Linked DNA regions of Mus musculus: region 1 is linked to region 2. A link is a contact called in public Hi-C data. All regions are on one chromosome and are shown on one strand. The core of a region is the stretch at or near the end of the contact, and the rest is flanking DNA. Distances in the headings are between cores, read along the strand shown. Region 1 overlaps Lrch1 (leucine-rich repeats and calponin homology (CH) domain containing 1). Region 2 overlaps Lrch1 (leucine-rich repeats and calponin homology (CH) domain containing 1).

Region 1 (4,015 bases), core at 191-2,690, 74 kb before region 2:
TATTGACGGTGTCTTTTGCCTTACAGAAGCTTTGCAATTTTATGAGGTCCCATTTGTGGATTCTTGATCTTACAGCACAAGCCATTGATGTTCTATTCAGGAATTTTTCCCCTGTGCCCATATCTTTGAGGCTTTTCCCCACTTTCTCCTCTATAAGTTTCAGTGTCTCTGGTTTTATGTGGAGTTCCTTAATCCACTTAGATTTGACCTTAGTACAAGGAGGTAGGAATGGATCAATTCGCATTCTTCTGCATGATAACCGCCAGTTGTGCCAGCACCATTTGTTGAAAATGCTGTCTTTCTTCCACTGGATGGTTTTAGCTCCCTTGCCAAAGATCAAGTGGCTTTGCCCCTTCTTGGAATTGGGAGCAAAGCACCCATGGAAGGAGCTACAGAGACAGAGTTTGGAGCTGAGACGAAAGGATGGACCATGTAGAGAATGCCATACCCGGGGATCCATCCCATAATCAGCCTCTAAACGCTGACACCATTTCATACACTAGCAAGATTTTCTGAAAGGACCCAGATATAGCTGTCTCTTGTGAGGCTATGCCGGGGCCTAGCAAACACAGAAGTGGATGCTCACAGTCAGCTTTTGGATGGGTCACAGGGCCCCCAATGGAGGAGCTGGAGGAAGTAACCAAGGAGCTGGGGGGATCTGCAACCCTATAGGTGGAACAATAATATGAACTAACCAGTACTCCCCCAGAGCTCGTGTCTCTAGGTGCATATGTATCAGAAGATGGCCTGGTCAGCCATCAATGGAAGAAGAGGCCCATTAGTCGTGTAGACCTTCTATGCCTCAGTACAGGGGAATGCCAGGGCCAAGAGGTGGGAGTGGGTGGGTGGGGGAGTGGGTGTGGGAGGGTGTGGGGGACTTTTGGTATAGCATTGGAAATGTAAATGAAATAAATACCTAATTAAAAAAAAAGACAGGCTAGAGTACAGATACATGTCAACAACAGCACATGTTTCAGGACTTAAGACTAATATACATTCCGTTAGTGAGCACTAAATCTTTATCACCCAGAGAAATATTTTCACATAAGAAAATTAGGTATGCGGATTGTAGTGTAGATATCCTGCACTTTATGTTTAATATCTACTTATAAGTGAGTACATACCATACATGTCCTTTTCGGTCTGTGTTACCTCACTCAGGATATTCTCTAGTTCCATCCATCTGCCTACAAAGTTCATGATGTCCTTGTTTTTAATAGGTGAGTAGTATTCCATTGTGTAAATGAACTACATTTTCTTTATCCGTTCTCAGTTGATGGACATCTGGGTTGTTTCCAGTTTCTGGCTATTATGCATAAAACTGCTATGAACAAAAAAAAAAAAAAAAAAAAAAAAAGAACTAGCCATGAGGGCTGCCCAGTCAGAGTAGGTGTGTCTCAGCAGGAGCACAGCAAGTCCTATCCTCGGGGTTAGTGATAGGGGAAGTAGATACTGAAAGCCATAGAGGGTTGATATCTACCCATGTGACTAAGGCTTGTTATAAATATAAAAGTTTGTGTGTCTTTTATCAGAGAACTGAATGATCCAAGGTGCAAGGTGGGGTAGAAACCCCCAAATTAATATTAAGTATTTACCACAACAAGAAAGGGCAAGGTGCTAGTGTGTGAGAATCCATCCTGTGTATTTGGCAGGAAACAAAAAAAGCCAGAGATGTTTTTGAGCCCTGTTACTTGGTTTATGATGAGGAGTTACTGAAAAAGTGACATCAGAGGACCAGGTAGGAGCCAGGCCTTCGTCCCTCTCCTCTCTCCCTGTCCTGTTTACCCAGGCAGGGCAGGGACAGTGGCAGGAGGAGGCACACAGGCTCTCCTGCAGCGAGGACAGGGAATCCTGGGGCACCACATTTGAACCTGCGATTCTTTATCAGCTCAAGAAGCCCTTTTCACTGCAAATCAACTCCTTTGTAATCAAGGAAAATTAGCTTTTTAGACAGGTGTCATTGGTTAGATTTAAGATTGAACTTTGGCCTTTACCTTATCAGGTACTGTGTGACCTTATCCGTAAACATTGTTTTCATAAAGGATCCGTTTTTTTTAGCCAGTAGGCTTGAAGGAGAGAAGCGGAGGCTTGGGACCCCTGGACTTGCCTGAGAGAAATAAGTGTCAGATGAATGGCTTCAGGAAGCTAAGACTGCTGACATAGGCAGTGGACATGGAGCTAAAGGGACACAGTTGCCCCTCCCCTTTATGAATGTTCCCCTTGGGGACCTTGGGTCTTTGTTACCCATGTGTGGTTCCTTTGACTCTCATGAAAACTGCAAATAATCCAAAAATACCTCGTGACAAAGTATATGAGACAGATGCTGAGGGAACAGATGTGGCTAAGAGGAAACATGCCCCTGCTCGTGCATGCTAATTAACTAGATTGTTAACTCCATGGACTTGGGGTGGGCTAAGCAGCTTTTGGTTATAAAACTCATTCGACCCACCAGAGAGGCCTTGGATGGTTTTATAAGCTTAGATTTTTCTAAAGTGTGTGTGTGTGTGTGTGTGTGTGTGTGTGTGTGTGTGTGTGTGTGCGTGCCTGCCTGCCTGCCTGCCTGCCTGCCTGTCTGTCTGTCTGTCTGTGAGAATGTCTTTTTAGGTTAAAGAAAGTGTGGTCCTGAAGTTAGAGTTAAAGGTGCTTGGGAGCCCCCCAGCATAGGTGCTGGGAGTCGAACTCAGTCCTCTGGAAGGACAGCAGGCACTTTAAACTACTTAACCACCTCTCCGGGGTCCAGAAGCTTAGACTGCTCAGTTTGAAGCCAGCACTGGCCCTCAAACACCTCCAGGGAGAGTGAACCAGCACAGCAGAGCCTTCTCAGAGTTGTTTTTGGCTGCTGTGATAATGACTCAGTCAGTCTTGTCACTGGCCTGGTTAGGTGCTTGCATTGATTGGGTGGCAAGACCTGGACAGAAGTATAGGAATGGTTTCAGCATGGGTTTGAGAGTAGAAATTTCTGGAAATATCCATCCCTACCACCCCCCAATCCTCTTTTCAGCAGGAAGTTGAGATATGCCTTTGTTCTAAGAGAATTTCCTTGTTAGCATTCTTTTTGGCCAGTTTTCACCTTGTGAAAAAGATCTCTATAAACTACTCTGCTTTGGGAGTCAGGTCTCAGTCTATCCCTGGCTTCCTTCTCCCTTGGCTTCCTAAGTGCTGGGTCACAGGTGTCTACCCCCGTGCCCGGCTTACATGCTTATAAATATTTCATAATCACAAATTACCTTGTGAATTATGTACTTGCCACCTTTGAATAACTAACTGAGCTGTCTTCCTAGAGGTGGCTGTAGAGCTCTCCTCAGAGCTTGAGAAAAGCCAGCAGAATACCAAGGGGACCGTTATCCAACCAGTTTCTTAAACAGGTCCTATAGGTGGGAGAGCACTACGGGAGGACAGAGGGACAGGCTGGGCCCACTCCATCCTCCACTGTCCCAAGAGACTGGGCAGTGTCACAGTCTTTGATTTTAACCTTGGAAGGTAGCTACCTTGTCCCCCAGAGCCAGGCCCCTGGGAGGTTCCCCACTTAACTCTCTCCTGGGCCTTTATGGGAAAGCTTTCTGTCCAGTTGTAGAGAGAGCTTTCCTGCAGACCTGGGCCGTGGGAGAAATTGCTGATGTGCTGTTTCTTGCACTGATAGAGCTAGCTGGGCGTCAAGTACCTGGAGTAGGGGTGATATTGAGTTCTTGCTCAGCACAGCACCTGCTTTTTCTGAGCCCATAGGTTAGCATTGCCTTTCAGTGGACCAGATCCCAGCCCCTTACTATGTGCAGGGAGGTGGGGTCTCTGGTATAGCGTATGCACCACAGTGCATGAGTACCACATATCAGAGAGTTGGCCTAGATAGCAACACCCATGAGAGAAACATCTACTCCAGTTTACCTTGTTCCATGACGCTTCTTTTCTTACTAGAGAAACACTTGTAAGGATTTCGGAAAATATAGCAATGTATGCAAAGGAAAATAAAAAAGCCACTTATTGGATACCCCCAAAGGACTACCAATGATATATTGAT
Region 2 (4,217 bases), core at 1,176-3,675:
AAGTAAGTTATATGCATTTTTTTTTTATTTTTTAAAGGGAAAACTGGGGCACAGTTACAATAAGGTCAATGAACAAACCCCCAAATCTATCACTACTGAAGTAGTGTCCAATATGGGACTCACCTACGATCTTCTGGTCTCCAAGGCTCAGTAGCCACACTTCTCTGGCTCTGCCCTTTATGGTGTATACAGTGTGTCCTGGGCTCAGGGTGGCTTCATTCCACACTTGTCATTGTCCTTGTCAGTCATCTTGTGGTCCCCGCACCGCTGATATCCCAGGGTTTCCACTGCAGCTGAGGTTGCACCTTCGCTAGTGGCCTCCCACGATGGCAGGCCTCAACTTCTTTCCATGACTCTTCAATCTTAGAGTTGTCACTGTCACTGAGGCTACATGATCACCCAGGGACTCTTCTGGTCTCTTCAGGGAGACCCTGCCCCTGCCACACAGTGTCAACCCTCAGCTGCTCTCCATGACACCTTCATGCCTTCAAAACCAGGACCATACAGGAGATTCTTCCACATCATTTACCAAGTTCTGCTGCCAAACCGGTGTGCAGCCTTGGCCCCTGGACTGCACCACAGTTTCCGTGTGCTGACCCTGAGCCAGCACTTCCCAGAAGACCTCCCGACTGCGGTGAAGTCAATCATAGATGATTCTTCAATCCCAGCTGACTAGCATCCGTTGTCCCAATAGAGCACATTTTTACTTCAGTAAGACTAGGATCTTGTTGATTGCAGCTGATGAGACACCACAGATTTTTAATTTGAAATACCACAGGATCAGCCCTGCTAGTCTTTGAGGGAATCCCAGACTTCCTTCTGCATCATCCTTCAGGCCTCCATCGTCAACAAAGTTCTTAGCTTCATCTTCCACGTCCCCACAGTAGGTTATTGAACTCTGAGCACTCAGTGGCTTTTCTAACCAAAGCTTCAAAACCCTCTACCTTCCTCCCTCAAAACAACCCAGTGTATATAATCCTCATGGTTAGGGAAGTCACAGCCAACCTTCTCTCTCTGGTACCAGTTTCTGTCCTAGTTTCCTTTCTGCTGCCGCAATAAACGCTGTTGGATTGCTATGAAGAGGCACCGTGACCAAGGCAACTCTTACAAGGGAAAGCGTTTATTTGGGCTCACTTACAGTTTCAGAGATTTAGTGCATCACAGTGGAGAAGATGATAGCATTCAGGCAAGCAGGGCGCTAGAGAAGTAGTCGAGAGCTGCAATCCTGATCAGCAGGCACAGAAAGAGACAGAGAGACAAAGAAACAGATTGACAGCAACAACTGACCAGTACGATATTTTGTCAGATTAGAGAGAGTCCTTCACAGCCACGGAAGTGCAGAAAGCCTTTGCCAACAGCTCAGCAGACAGACATTAATAGCCAGAATATGGAGAGAACGCGACCAACAATAGAACGCTAAAGGAGTGAGAAGTTCCATGAAGGAGTAGGCACGTGAGTGGAGGAGGAGGTCATTCTCACAGGTACAGGTGGCTAGCAGATACCTGGAAGGGACTTTTAAAACAAAACCATCACTGTCAGAATAGCCGTCATTAAGAAAAGAGCCAAATGAGCAAAGACCCCAGTGAGGGTGGAAATGGCGGTGGGAGTCAGGATGGCAGCTCCTCAGAAGCCTGGAAAATGTCCTCATGACCCAGCTTGAAGGAACCCAGGCCAACATTCCACAGAGATCCCCATACACCGGCGGGAGCACCAGCATTCCACAGAGAGACTCGTACACCAGTGGGGGCACTGTAGGCTCCAGTAGGCAAGCTTGGGGTCAGCCTAGGCACCCATCAGAGACGGTCGGTGAGGAAAATGTGAAGAATCTGCACCATGCTCTTTGCCTTCAGCGACAGAGTAGAACAATTTGATGTTGTTGTGCAGGAAAATGGATGGAACTGGTGATTGTCATTTCATAAATAAGCCAGACTCAGAGTGACAGATACATGCTGCTTCCTGTACACAGAAGCTGGATGATGATGATGATGGTGGTGGTGGTGGTGATGATGATGATGTAAATGTGGAAGTAGATGGGGCAGGCACTTTGGGTGGAAGAAGGGGACTAGCTGGAAGAGTAAATATAACCAAAGTCCATATTACACAACACACACACACACACATCACATCACATCACATCACATCACATCACATCACATCACATCAGCTAACATACAGTAAAAGAACACTCATGAATAATTTAGCTGGTGGTGCTGGCTCAGGAGGCAGAGGCAGGCAGAGAGCTCTGTGGTTTCCAGACCTATCTAGTATACATAATGAGCCTACGATCCACAGTAAGACCCTGCCTCAAAGGAAAAAAGATATCACTTTTTTTTTTTTTTTAAAGACAGGCAGACATCCAGATTGTCTATGACAAGTAGGCCTTTTGCCAGATCTGTCTCTCTTCTGTGAGGGAGCCCATCCTGTTTGGAGAGTCTGAGTCAATCCTTGCTAGCAATTTCAGTCACACACTTGTGTTTAATCTAAGCTTATTTCTTAGGCTCTGCTGGTTGTGAGTTTTTTTTCTCTGCCTCCTATAGTGGGAAATTAAATCAACATTTGACTCAAAGGAGTTCTGAGTGAATTAACTGTTTTGCAAATGTTTTCAGTCATTACGAGTATTGTGTAAAAAAAAAAAAAAAAAAAAAAAAAAGAGGGCGTGTAGCTTCTGCAAATCCCCTGCTTTAGCGTTTTCTGATTTAATTCTCAAAGATAAAAAAGTATTATAACCCCAGAATTTCCTATTTAATGCTAGTTTGGGGAAAGTACAACAGGTCAGGAAAACTCCAGTTCTCTCAGGGATTTCCTTCATGGTTAGCATCACTTTGAGGGCTGGAGCTACAGCCCTCATGGATACATGCTGTGGGACTGAGTTAGAGACCAGGTCTTAGATGGCTGCAGCAGCCCACCACGTTCCATAGTCATTTGCCTCAAAACCAGACTTAGTTAGTCCTGATTGTTTTGTTTTTGTTTTTCTTCCTTAGAGATTATAATTTAACTTAAACGACCGTAATCTGAGACTCTGGGTTTATCTGCTTTAATTAAGCCTAGCTTCTATGACGTAGTAGGATTGTTTCTTCAATGAAAGGGACGGTCTGAGCCCTTTACTTCCCCAGAAGTAGACTTCTGAGAGTGCCCACCTCACCTGAAGAAATACCCCCCCAAACTGCAAGGCAGTCTGAGTGCTGCAGTGATACTACAGAGCTGACTGCTGGTGTTCCTTGGTGTTCTTGCTTGGCTTTTGTTTTGTTGACAGTCTTGTTACATATCCCTGGCTGGCCCCTACATAAGTCAGTGTCACCACCCTTGGCAAAGTGGCTTGCTTCTGCCATGGAAATAGCCGGAGAAAGTCACATTTCAGTTTGTGTTTATGTCTCTTATGTCTGCTTTTCTTAGATTTGACTGGTCAAGCACAGCATTGTACTAGAGCGTTCTTCCTGCAGTAGAAACCTTCTCTGTGGGAAGGAGCTATTTCCCATCTATTAATCCTTGGCCAGCATCTGGTCCCCAGGAAGATCCAGGTTACTTGTGGCTGTTTTAATTCTTGGGTGGTCTCTTTAACAGTGGTATCTTGGTTCTCTGAGATCTACTGTGAAAATGTGTGAGATTGGCTAGATTTAACATGATTTGTTAATCTTAAAATATCTCTTGTTGGTGCTGGAGAGATGGTCTATTGGTTAAGAGCACTAACTGCTCTTTAGGAGAGCCTGAGTTCTGTTCCCAGGACCCAAGCCACTAGCTTCTACTCCAAGGCATCCACTACCCTCTTCTGGTGTGTGTGTGTGTGTGTGTGTGTGTGTGTGTGTGTGTGTGTGTGAGAGAGAGAGAGAGAGAGAGAGAGAGAGAGAGAGAGAGAGAGGGAGAGAGAGAGAGAGGCAAGGAGGGAGAGAGAGAGCTTGCACATATAAATCTTTAAATTATCCTACCATCATAAAGGATTTCCATTATCATCAGCCCACCTGGTATTTTACCTGAGGGTATCAGGCTGAACCCAGAGGATACAGGCAACATGAGCCCTTGGACTCAGAGTAGCCTTTCATTTGAGATTGCTGTACTTAACAAGGAAGTTACAATAAAAAGCTAATACCCCAGCAAAATATTTAAAAGTATATATACATATAATATGCATTTTAAATGCTTTGCTCACTTGGAAATTGTATTTGTGAAATATGTCACAGATATTGTCAATCTTTAAGTTGAAAGCAAAATACAACTTATCT

Evidence for each region. A called contact is a pair of places that touch in the nucleus more often than the background predicts.
Region 1: a Hi-C map of Th2 cells shows a contact between it and region 2, with 1.7 times the contacts expected there. The contact joins two enhancer-like sites. A contact is called at or near these places in 1 of 15 datasets of contacts at CTCF or cohesin (large pre-B cells), 8 of 484 Hi-C or Micro-C datasets (B cells, the C10 cell line, CD8 T cells and 5 more), 1 of 115 datasets of contacts at active chromatin or transcription factors (the HPC-7 cell line) and 1 of 9 other capture datasets (embryonic stem cells).

What each region holds. Positions count from the first base shown.
Region 1 is chr14:74,839,301-74,843,315 of GRCm38.p6, reverse strand. All of the region lies in intron 2 of Lrch1 (leucine-rich repeats and calponin homology (CH) domain containing 1), which reads left to right. Among named protein-coding and RNA genes, the nearest start is that of Gm52135, 23 kb to the right of the region's middle. Within about 2 kb of position 1,440, at least 88 of the 459 cell types and tissues checked have an H3K27ac peak or open chromatin away from gene starts, as enhancers often do. A contact at or near this core is called in Th2 cells, where this site is marked.
Region 2 is chr14:74,766,204-74,770,420 of GRCm38.p6, reverse strand. The region is part of intron 18 of Lrch1 (leucine-rich repeats and calponin homology (CH) domain containing 1); the gene reads left to right. Among named protein-coding and RNA genes, the nearest start is that of Esd, 36 kb to the right of the region's middle. Within about 2 kb of position 2,425, at least 2 of the 459 cell types and tissues checked have an H3K27ac peak or open chromatin away from gene starts, as enhancers often do. A contact at or near this core is called in Th2 cells, where this site is marked.